Linked DNA regions of Drosophila melanogaster: region 2 is linked to region 1. A link is a contact called in public Hi-C data. All regions are on one chromosome and are shown on one strand. Each heading gives the region's core, a stretch centred on a gene start, on an enhancer-like site or on the middle of the called end of the contact. The rest is flanking DNA. Distances are from core to core; before and after follow the strand shown.

Region 1 (4,089 bases), core at 740-3,239:
TAAGCTCACAAAATTGTGGCAGGAGACGCAGGCGAACGATGTCCTCGTGGTAGATCTGAGGACGCAAAAAGAGCGTGGCACGATCACAGCGAAGTGCGTTCAGAAACCGATGCTGCACTCCGTCCTGGGCGTAGTACCGTTTGCCAGTTGGAGTTAACAGTGAGCAATCTGGAAATAGACGGTATTACTTGGCTATTAATCTTACTGGCGCTGGCTTCAATCACCGCTGTCACTTACCAAAGGTTAGTGAGTTGGGATAAAAGTGCTCATCGTAGCGCTGCAGTGAGACAAAGTGCAATATGGTGGTGGAACGCAAATCCAATGCCAGTCCCGTCTGTAGACCACTGAGTATGTAGCCGGACATGTAATTAGGAACTTCGTTTTTGTGAACGGATGTGGGCATCTCATCCTTGTACCACTGATTAATGTCGAACAGGACTAGCTTGTTCTTTTTATCTGCACTTGAGTGCCACGAGATGACAATCAGCAGCGTTCCGTTGTCGCCGGCAAAACTGAAAGTAGACGCCGTGGCGCAGCCGATCACGGAGCAGATGCCTCCGTCCAAGATTTGGCGGTTGCGCACGGTTCTAGAACGGTAGTCCTGCGAAGCAAGAAGTCAATATTGGTCTGTGCGTGACGGCTCAAGATTTCTCACCTTAAAACGGATCGTGTGGGTTTCCCGGTCCCGGTACGAGCCCCTGTAGCAGACCGAGTGCAGCATCATTTGCAGGACGTCGATATTTTGGTACAATGCACAGATGTAGAAACAGGGTTTGGGGTCATCCGGTGGCATAATGAGGCACATTCGCTTCACTGCTCTATTGACCCCTTTCCTTTTTACTGGCGAATTCAGATCAGTGGTCACGTCGAAGTTGATTAGGTCGTAGATCAGGATTCGGCCGTCTTCTAGACCAGCAGCATAGCCGGGCGCCATGCTAATGCCCATAAGGCAACTGATTCCAATGGATGCCACTGTTGGTAAATTGAAGGTTAACCTAGCTACCATGGCACACTGGCAGTGACAGACTCACCGTCCATCCGCACAGCCAAGTGAGCCCCTTTGGAGCGACAATGGGTCAGCTTGGAGCTGAGTTGCCTCTTGGACTCCTCGGAGGATACAAAGTATAGGTTCCCGTCCGACGGCTCATCTTTGGAACTGGGGGAGCAAAGGCTGCGCCTTTGGGTACTCGCCTGCAGGCTGTCGCTGTTCAGATCAACCAACAGCACAGTGCCTTCCTCGGTGGCCACGGCCAGACAGCCTTTAAACCGTCTCAGTCGCGTGAGTCCATAGATTCTTTTATCGAGGAACGTCAGCGCGCTGCACGTTATACCGTGAAGGTCGAAGCGGCGGAGCACCTGACTGTTGCGAATGGCATAGATGAGCACCTGCGTGCTCAACGGGCAGTCGATGGGTCTCTGATCGCCGCTGTTCCATGACTCCAGGCAGATGGCTAGCATAGCGGGGCGTTCGTGTTCGCCGGGGAAGAGCTCCTCCACGCAGCGAATGCTTTTGCGCGGCCCCAGATCATCGGATTCGCTCCAGAAGCAGTGCCAAGAAAGGTAATCGCCGGTGGACATGCTGCAGACCAGCAAAGTGGCATCGCTTCCATACCGCCAGGTCACCCAGCCCCATTGCCCGTCGCGTATGATGCCGCCCAGGTATTCGGCTGTAAAGGGATAGCGGAGATTCTTGGTGAATCGGTTTCGGCACACGCCGTATTTTGTGCACACTTACCGGCGTCCAAATGTGCCGACGGCTCCCGGCCAAATCCGGGTACTATGCGCTCCGGGAACGCAATCGTGCGGCTACCGTCCAACTCCACTTCGTGCCACTCCATCTCTATTTCATCAATGCCGGCCGCTTGCAAATAAAAATAAAATTATAAATACAGCGCTCTTGCACCGATTGATCGGCGTGTATGTTTTGTGTGTGCGTGAGTGTGTGAGTGCCTGAGCGGCCTGGCGTTGCCGCCTCGATTTGGCATACAAAAAAACCGTTGTTTTGCTTGTCGTGTATGCACGCTGAGTGGCCCAGTGCTGGCTAACGTCCGACAGAGATTCGCAAATTTAGCGATGGCAAGGACTTGAGTTACTAGTTACCATATATTTCTGTACATTTTCAATTTTTTCTATATACATGCTTAAACAAGTTTGTAACTGAGAGGCAAGCCAATCATTTGAAGAAAAGACTAGAAGCCGGCACTTGCAGCCTGGCAACTTCAACACCAGCAGACTGGCAACGCTGCAGAATTGCGAAAATATTGCGCGAATTTCATAAGGAACTCAACCGGCTGGCTTTGCATTTGAAGTCCGAATGAACACAGATAGTAGCAACCTTGAAGCGTAATGCCTTGTATCACTCAATTCAGGCATATATAGCTCCGAGTCAAGCTCTTAGTACATACAATAGCAACAATACTATCTGGCAACTTTCGTGCGCCGCTTGTCAACCCTGTCCCGTGCGATTTGCTGCACATTGTTCTAAAACAACCCAGCCGGAAAAGCGGTTTCAGTAGTGGTCTACTTCTATATGCGACTCAAATGTGAGAGACCTGACCAGAGGCTGTGTTCCAGGCAATAGGCGCTACCCAGGGCGATCATCGGTGCCCACAGGCAATCCCAACCAGAACACCAACACACCACAATCCCAGCTCACGCATTCCGCATTTCGCACACGGAACAGACCACACAACACACAGCACATAGCACATAGCACACACGCACACAGGTAGCGGCAGCTCTTTTAATCTTCCAAAACGTTGTCTGGCTCGCTGGCTGGTTGGCTGGCTCCACAAAAGCATTGGTCACAGACAACGCACGAGGGGATCGCGGCGGAGATCGAGAGGCTAGGCGAGATTTGGGTTTCGAGCGGTGGGCAGGGGCAAGCAGAGGTAAGTGGAGCACATGGCGCCCGTTGCAGGAAGAAGCCGCACCCAGGAAATTTGTTTCAATTCCAATCTAACGCAATACCCACAGGTAGACGCTAGCTAGCGATGTCCCAGCACGGAGGCACCGAGGCTCTGGCCGCCGAACTGGCCTCGGCCATCGATCTAGTCATGAACCCGATGACACAGCAACAGGCGCGCCTGGAGGCCTACATGGCCTGTGAGCGGTTTAAGGAGGAGTCGCCAATGTGCGCCCAGGTGGGCCTATTCCTGGCCAGCTCGCCGCAGTCTAACCAGCAAGTGCGACACTTTGGCCTGCAGCTGATCGAGTACACAATCAAGTACCGATGGAATTGCATTACGCACGAGGAGAAGGTGTACATTAAGGACAATGCCATCAAGATGCTGAACGTGGGCGTGGGCCCGGCGGAGGACCGCTCGCTGCTGCCCACGAAGGACGCGCTGTCGCGCATCATCGTCGAGATGATCAAGCGCGAGTGGCCGCAGCAGTGGTCCGACCTGCTGCCGGAGCTAAGCCAGGCCTGCACCAAGGGCGAGGCCCAAACGGAGCTGGTGCTTCTGGTCTTCTTGCGACTGGTGGAGGACGTGGCCCTATTACAGACAATCGAGTCGAATCAGCGGCGAAAGGACATGTACCAGGCGCTAAACAACAACATGAACGACATCTTCGAGTTCTTCCTGCGCCTGGTGGAGCAGCATGTGACTGCGTTCCGCGAGACAACGCGTCTGTGCAACTACACCAAGGCGAACGCGCACAGCCGTGTCGTCGAGATGGTACTGCTCACGCTGAGCGGCTTCGTCGAGTGGGTCAGCATCCAGCACATCATGTCCAGCAATGGCAAACTGATGCACTTCCTCTGCATCCTGCTCAACGACAAAGCATTCCAATGCAATGCGGCCGAGTGCCTGGCGCAGATCACGAACCGCAAGGGCCAGACCAAGGAGCGAAAGCCGTTGCTTCAGCTGTTCAACGAGGAGCCGCTGCGCTACATCTACCAGGCCAGTCAGATACCGGCCGACACAAGTTCCACACTGGCCGTCGAGCAGCACCTCAACTTCCTTAAGAAGTTGCTGCAAGTGCTGAACGGCATGGCGCAGCAACTGGTGGCGCTTTGGGGCAAGGACGACGCCACGCAACGACCAGTGCACCTGGAAGTCCTTCTCGAATGCCTATTGCTGCTCG
Region 2 (4,089 bases), core at 551-3,050, 200 kb before region 1:
AGACCCTCGTTTAGGAAGCTGATGATCGTGTGTGACGACTCGTCTGCTCGGCCGCGCAGCTCCGACACCTTGGAGTTCATGAAGTCGATGAAGTCCGTGATGAGCAGATGGACGCGGCGGTAGAAGAACTGCGTGCTGTCAGCACAAATGATGATTAGCTTGCGAATCGGCAATTGACACTTCAGTTGTCAGTACTCACCTATAGACCAGATCCTTCTCGAGCAGCAAGCTGTGGAAGAAGACGAATACCTGCGCTCCCAGTGCCTCGTCGATGAGCATCTCATCGCGATTGATGATCGAGATGGCGGTGGCCTGAAGCTGCAAAGGTGCATGCCGCAGGCTGGCCAGCGTTAGTCCGAAGCTGTAGGCAATGATGGCATTCAGGCGCGGTGCTTGCCAGCTGCTCTGCGCGTACAGCTCCTCCAGGAAGCACTCGGCGAACTCGCGATCGCTGAAGATCGGAAGTCGGGTTGTGTGCTCATTGGGTTCCTCGGTGACCAGCAGCATGGAGGTATCGTACGCATACAGCAGAGCCATCAGCATGATCAGGGTCACGTCGTCCATGTTGCCGCCCGCGTCGTGGTTCTTTCGGTTGGCCAATTGGTGCATCAGCCGAATGGCAATGTGTCGCGGCAGGCCGCGTTGTGCCGACCAATTGAACAGGGCCATTGCCAATGCCTGTTGAATGTCCTCGTATAGGCCGAGCACCTGGTTCTGATGCTTCTTGGAGCCAAACGCGCGGTTTGTGGTCAGCATAGCGCACTGCGAACGTTGGACAACAAATGAATAACAATTTGCGAAGGAAGATATGCAATTTCAGAGAATTTCAGAAACAGGCGCATACAAACCCACCTCCTTGTCGACATCCATCTCCTCGAGCAGCTGCAGCAGGCGTCCCAGTATCCCAGAGCCGTCGACAAGGCTCTCGGCATAGTTAGTGACCAGACCGGTGATCTGCGTGCGTAGAACGATAATCAGGGTCAGTGAATCTCTCTTTCAGCGGCACTGCGATGCCTGCGATGTCGAAATCTCGAAACTTACCTCCTTGGGCAGTTCGGTGTTCCACGAGACGCCGCTAACCACCTGGAACATGTCGCGAAGCGTGCAGCTGATGGCCTTTCGTCCATCGTAGTAGAGCAGCACCGCGACAAGGCCTCTGGACAGGCCGGGATGATGCTTCTGCTGGCGCTGTGCGGTGCACAGCAGCTCCACGGCGAAACCCTCGTCCAGATCGAACATGTCGGACAGAATGACCGCCTCGTCGGCCAGGTCCTGTGACATCTTTGTCTTTCGCGAATGCCCCTGCATCGGGACGCCTTCGTTGAGGGCATTTCGTAGGAGATTGCGGCTCTTCTCGCTTCTCGGCTGCCGACATTTTCAATAATGGATTATCAATAATTAGTTAAATCTACGGATCTGCAAGCGCTTGTTTTGCTATACCCACCGGATTGCGCAGCAAGTTGCTGAAGTTGTGCTTGTACTTCTTGAGGCACTGCTCCAGATCCGAGGTGAAGCCACTGCGATTGGACACCGCGGTCTGAAAAGTGTTGTACAAATGCTTGTACGGCGTCCACATGTCCTCGATTACAGCTGTGGACGCATGGGTGGCATTAGTGATTTGGCGACCCACGCACATCTGCTCGTTGGCCAGGCACTCACCATCCATTTCACTTGGTTTTGCGGTTCGCTCAGTTCACGCAGTTCTTGCTGATTCGCAGTTATTGACTATAAAACGCGGCAAGATTGCTTCGCTTTGCGACAAGGCGCCGGTTACCAGGGCTGGGTGCTGCAAATACTGGAAAACACAGATGTTCACCACCGTACGAACTCACCACGCTCGTACGCGCTTCGGTGCTTGTGCCCGCTAACTGCGGTTGCTGCGCTGGCTAAACGGTTGATTCGAACCAAGTCAATCGGAAAATCGATGCTTATCGAACGATAATCGAGGCGCTGCATCGGTGCGTTGTCGCACCACTAACTAACACAACTTCAGTGCGGCGCGGGCGGGGCGTTTTCGTGAAAATCTACGCACGGACTTTTCGTAGTTACCCGATAGTAGCATCCATTTGTTTTGTTCCGATTCGCGTTTTTTTTTTTTTCTGTTCTCCGCCACTTGATTTGGCCAGCGAACGCACTGCCCAAGTGGTGTCCTGTTCGCATTGTGAGTGAATCACCGATGGCCGCGGGCAGGCTGAACTGCACCATAGTGGGATGCTGGTTCTGGCTGTCGATGCAAGTGGATGTGGAAGTGGATGTAGAAGTGTAAATGCAAATGCAATCGGCGCAGTTCGGCTGCAATAAATGCCAAAAGGGATACTAACTGCCAAAGCCAGTGCAATTGGAAGGAAAATTCAAATTTCATTGGGAATTATTCGAATTGGAATTGAATTTGTAACTGGAGTTGGAGTTCAGAGTACTTGGTACTGGGTGTGCGAGAGCGACAGAGAGGAAGAGAGGCAGTGCAAGTGTGTGGGGGTAGCAGTCACACAGGCACACACGAACATACTCACAACTCCAGTGCATAAAACTCCAAACTGCGTTCGCCTCTCTCTTTTCGTTTCGCTTGCTCTCTCCCCTACGTTCGCCCACGCAACGCCTGGCGAGCGAGAGAGAGAGCGGTATAGAAGAGCAAGGGAGCCAGAGCGAGAGAGCAAGGAAGTGGTTTTTCCACCGAAAATATGGACAAAGGCAAACTGCAGAGTTAGCTGAAAATAAAAAAAAATAAAAAAAAGGAACAAGACACAAACAGTGACTGAAATAGCGGTTAACAGCGCTCCCTTACGGCGAATCGTTGAAATTCAAGACGGAGAGCTATCGCATTTCTTCAATTATGTCTGTTTCGCTTTTCATTCCGCTGCAGTAAGCGATCGCGCGAAGGAGCAGCAATACAGAGAGCGAGATTTGGAGAGAGAGAGAGAGAGATAGAGAGTGCGCTCCCAATTGACGACTCCACTCCACTCCCACACACACTTAACCCCGCCCCCTCGCACCCGTAATTACTATGGATTGTGGTGGTATTGCGGCACATCAGCAACAACAACTACAACAGCAACAACTGCACTTACTCCAGCAACAGCTACAACAACAACACCACCAGCAGCAGCGGCAACAACAACAGCACAGCCTCGAGGAAGCAGCAACAATAACAAATGTAAGTATCTCCCAAGTTTCTCCAAATGTGTGTGTGCGTTTGTGTTGCTCGACCATTTCCTCTGTACTTCATAATTCGCTCCCACACACAAAAAAAAAAGAAGTCATAGGACAGAGTACACAGGAAGAAACTGAACTATACCTTTAAAGTACAGCTTCTTCAAATTATAGTAAGAACGGTGCAAATGGTAGACTCACATATGGTTGGTAATTGTATTAACTATAATTCTCTATTAGTGTTTTTTTTTTCGAGTGTATTCAGTATACTTTACTCCTTGGCTATGAAAATAACCTAGTTATGCAGTGCTAGGTGATCAAAAGACTTCAAATTCGGTACTCCAAAGTTGAGACTGCCCAACTAGTATCATGGATATAGTTTCCTATAGTTTGATAATATAGAAACTTAAAACTTTACCACTCCCCCCATTCGATGGGTCAAAGGAGAATTAATAAAAGCAAACGCAGAGAGCGGAATGATTAATCTTTGGACCAGCTGCTGGGGCAAAAACGACCACAAAAAGTGCTCAATGCTTTCAAGTCCAACAGAATGCCGACCCATTAATTGGTGTACTAACTTTTTCGCTCTCTCTTGCGCCTCTTTCTCCGTTCTTGCCCCATTACTTTCACCGTGCATAAACGCTGAAAAGAGTTCCCGATCGTTGTGGTTCTGTTTTTCGTTTTTCGCCTCTGAGGTTCTCGATTTGTTTATGCGCGGGCGGCGGAAGAAAACCCGATTCCACACGAAAAAAGTCAAAGGCGATGTGCGATACCATGCGGCAACAGCAACAAACGCGATGTTGTTGCTGCCCCTTTGTTTTGCCGCAACAGCGGGCGTCGCCCCGCTCCCCTAAGCCACTTCACTTCCCAGCAGTTTGTGGCACAACCCCAACCAGGAAGGTCGATTAGTTTCTGGATCAGAATGGTAACAAACAGTTAAAA

The links. A called contact is a pair of places that touch in the nucleus more often than the background predicts.
Region 2: a contact with region 1 is called in a Hi-C map of the Kc167 cell line, with 4 times the contacts expected there. The contact joins the promoter of Nup205 here to the promoter of Elys in region 1. A contact is called at or near these places in 23 of 107 Hi-C or Micro-C datasets (the D17-c3 cell line, the Kc167 cell line, the OSC cell line and 9 more) and 2 of 6 datasets of contacts at active chromatin or transcription factors (both in the Kc167 cell line).

What each region holds. Positions count from the first base shown.
Region 1 is chrX:19,650,205-19,654,293 of dm6, reverse strand. It overlaps Elys (elys,), which reads right to left and starts at 1,989. Exons shown (of 7, transcript NM_134496.3): 1 at 1,736-1,989; 2 at 1,032-1,667; 3 at 656-972; 4 at 238-601; 5 at 1-168. The coding sequence starts at 1,838. It overlaps Ranbp21 (Ranbp21,), which reads left to right and starts at 2,025. Exons shown (of 2, transcript NM_001298524.1): 1 at 2,025-2,891; 2 at 2,977-4,089. The coding sequence starts at 2,994.
Region 2 is chrX:19,849,925-19,854,013 of dm6, reverse strand. It overlaps Nup205 (Nucleoporin 205kD), which reads right to left and starts at 1,800. Exons shown (of 10, transcript NM_167687.3): 1 at 1,445-1,800; 2 at 1,042-1,365; 3 at 853-954; 4 at 200-762; 5 at 1-135. The coding sequence starts at 1,666. pico (pico,) reads left to right here and starts at 1,955. Exons shown (of 4, transcript NM_134519.3): 1 at 1,955-3,151. The coding sequence starts at 3,002.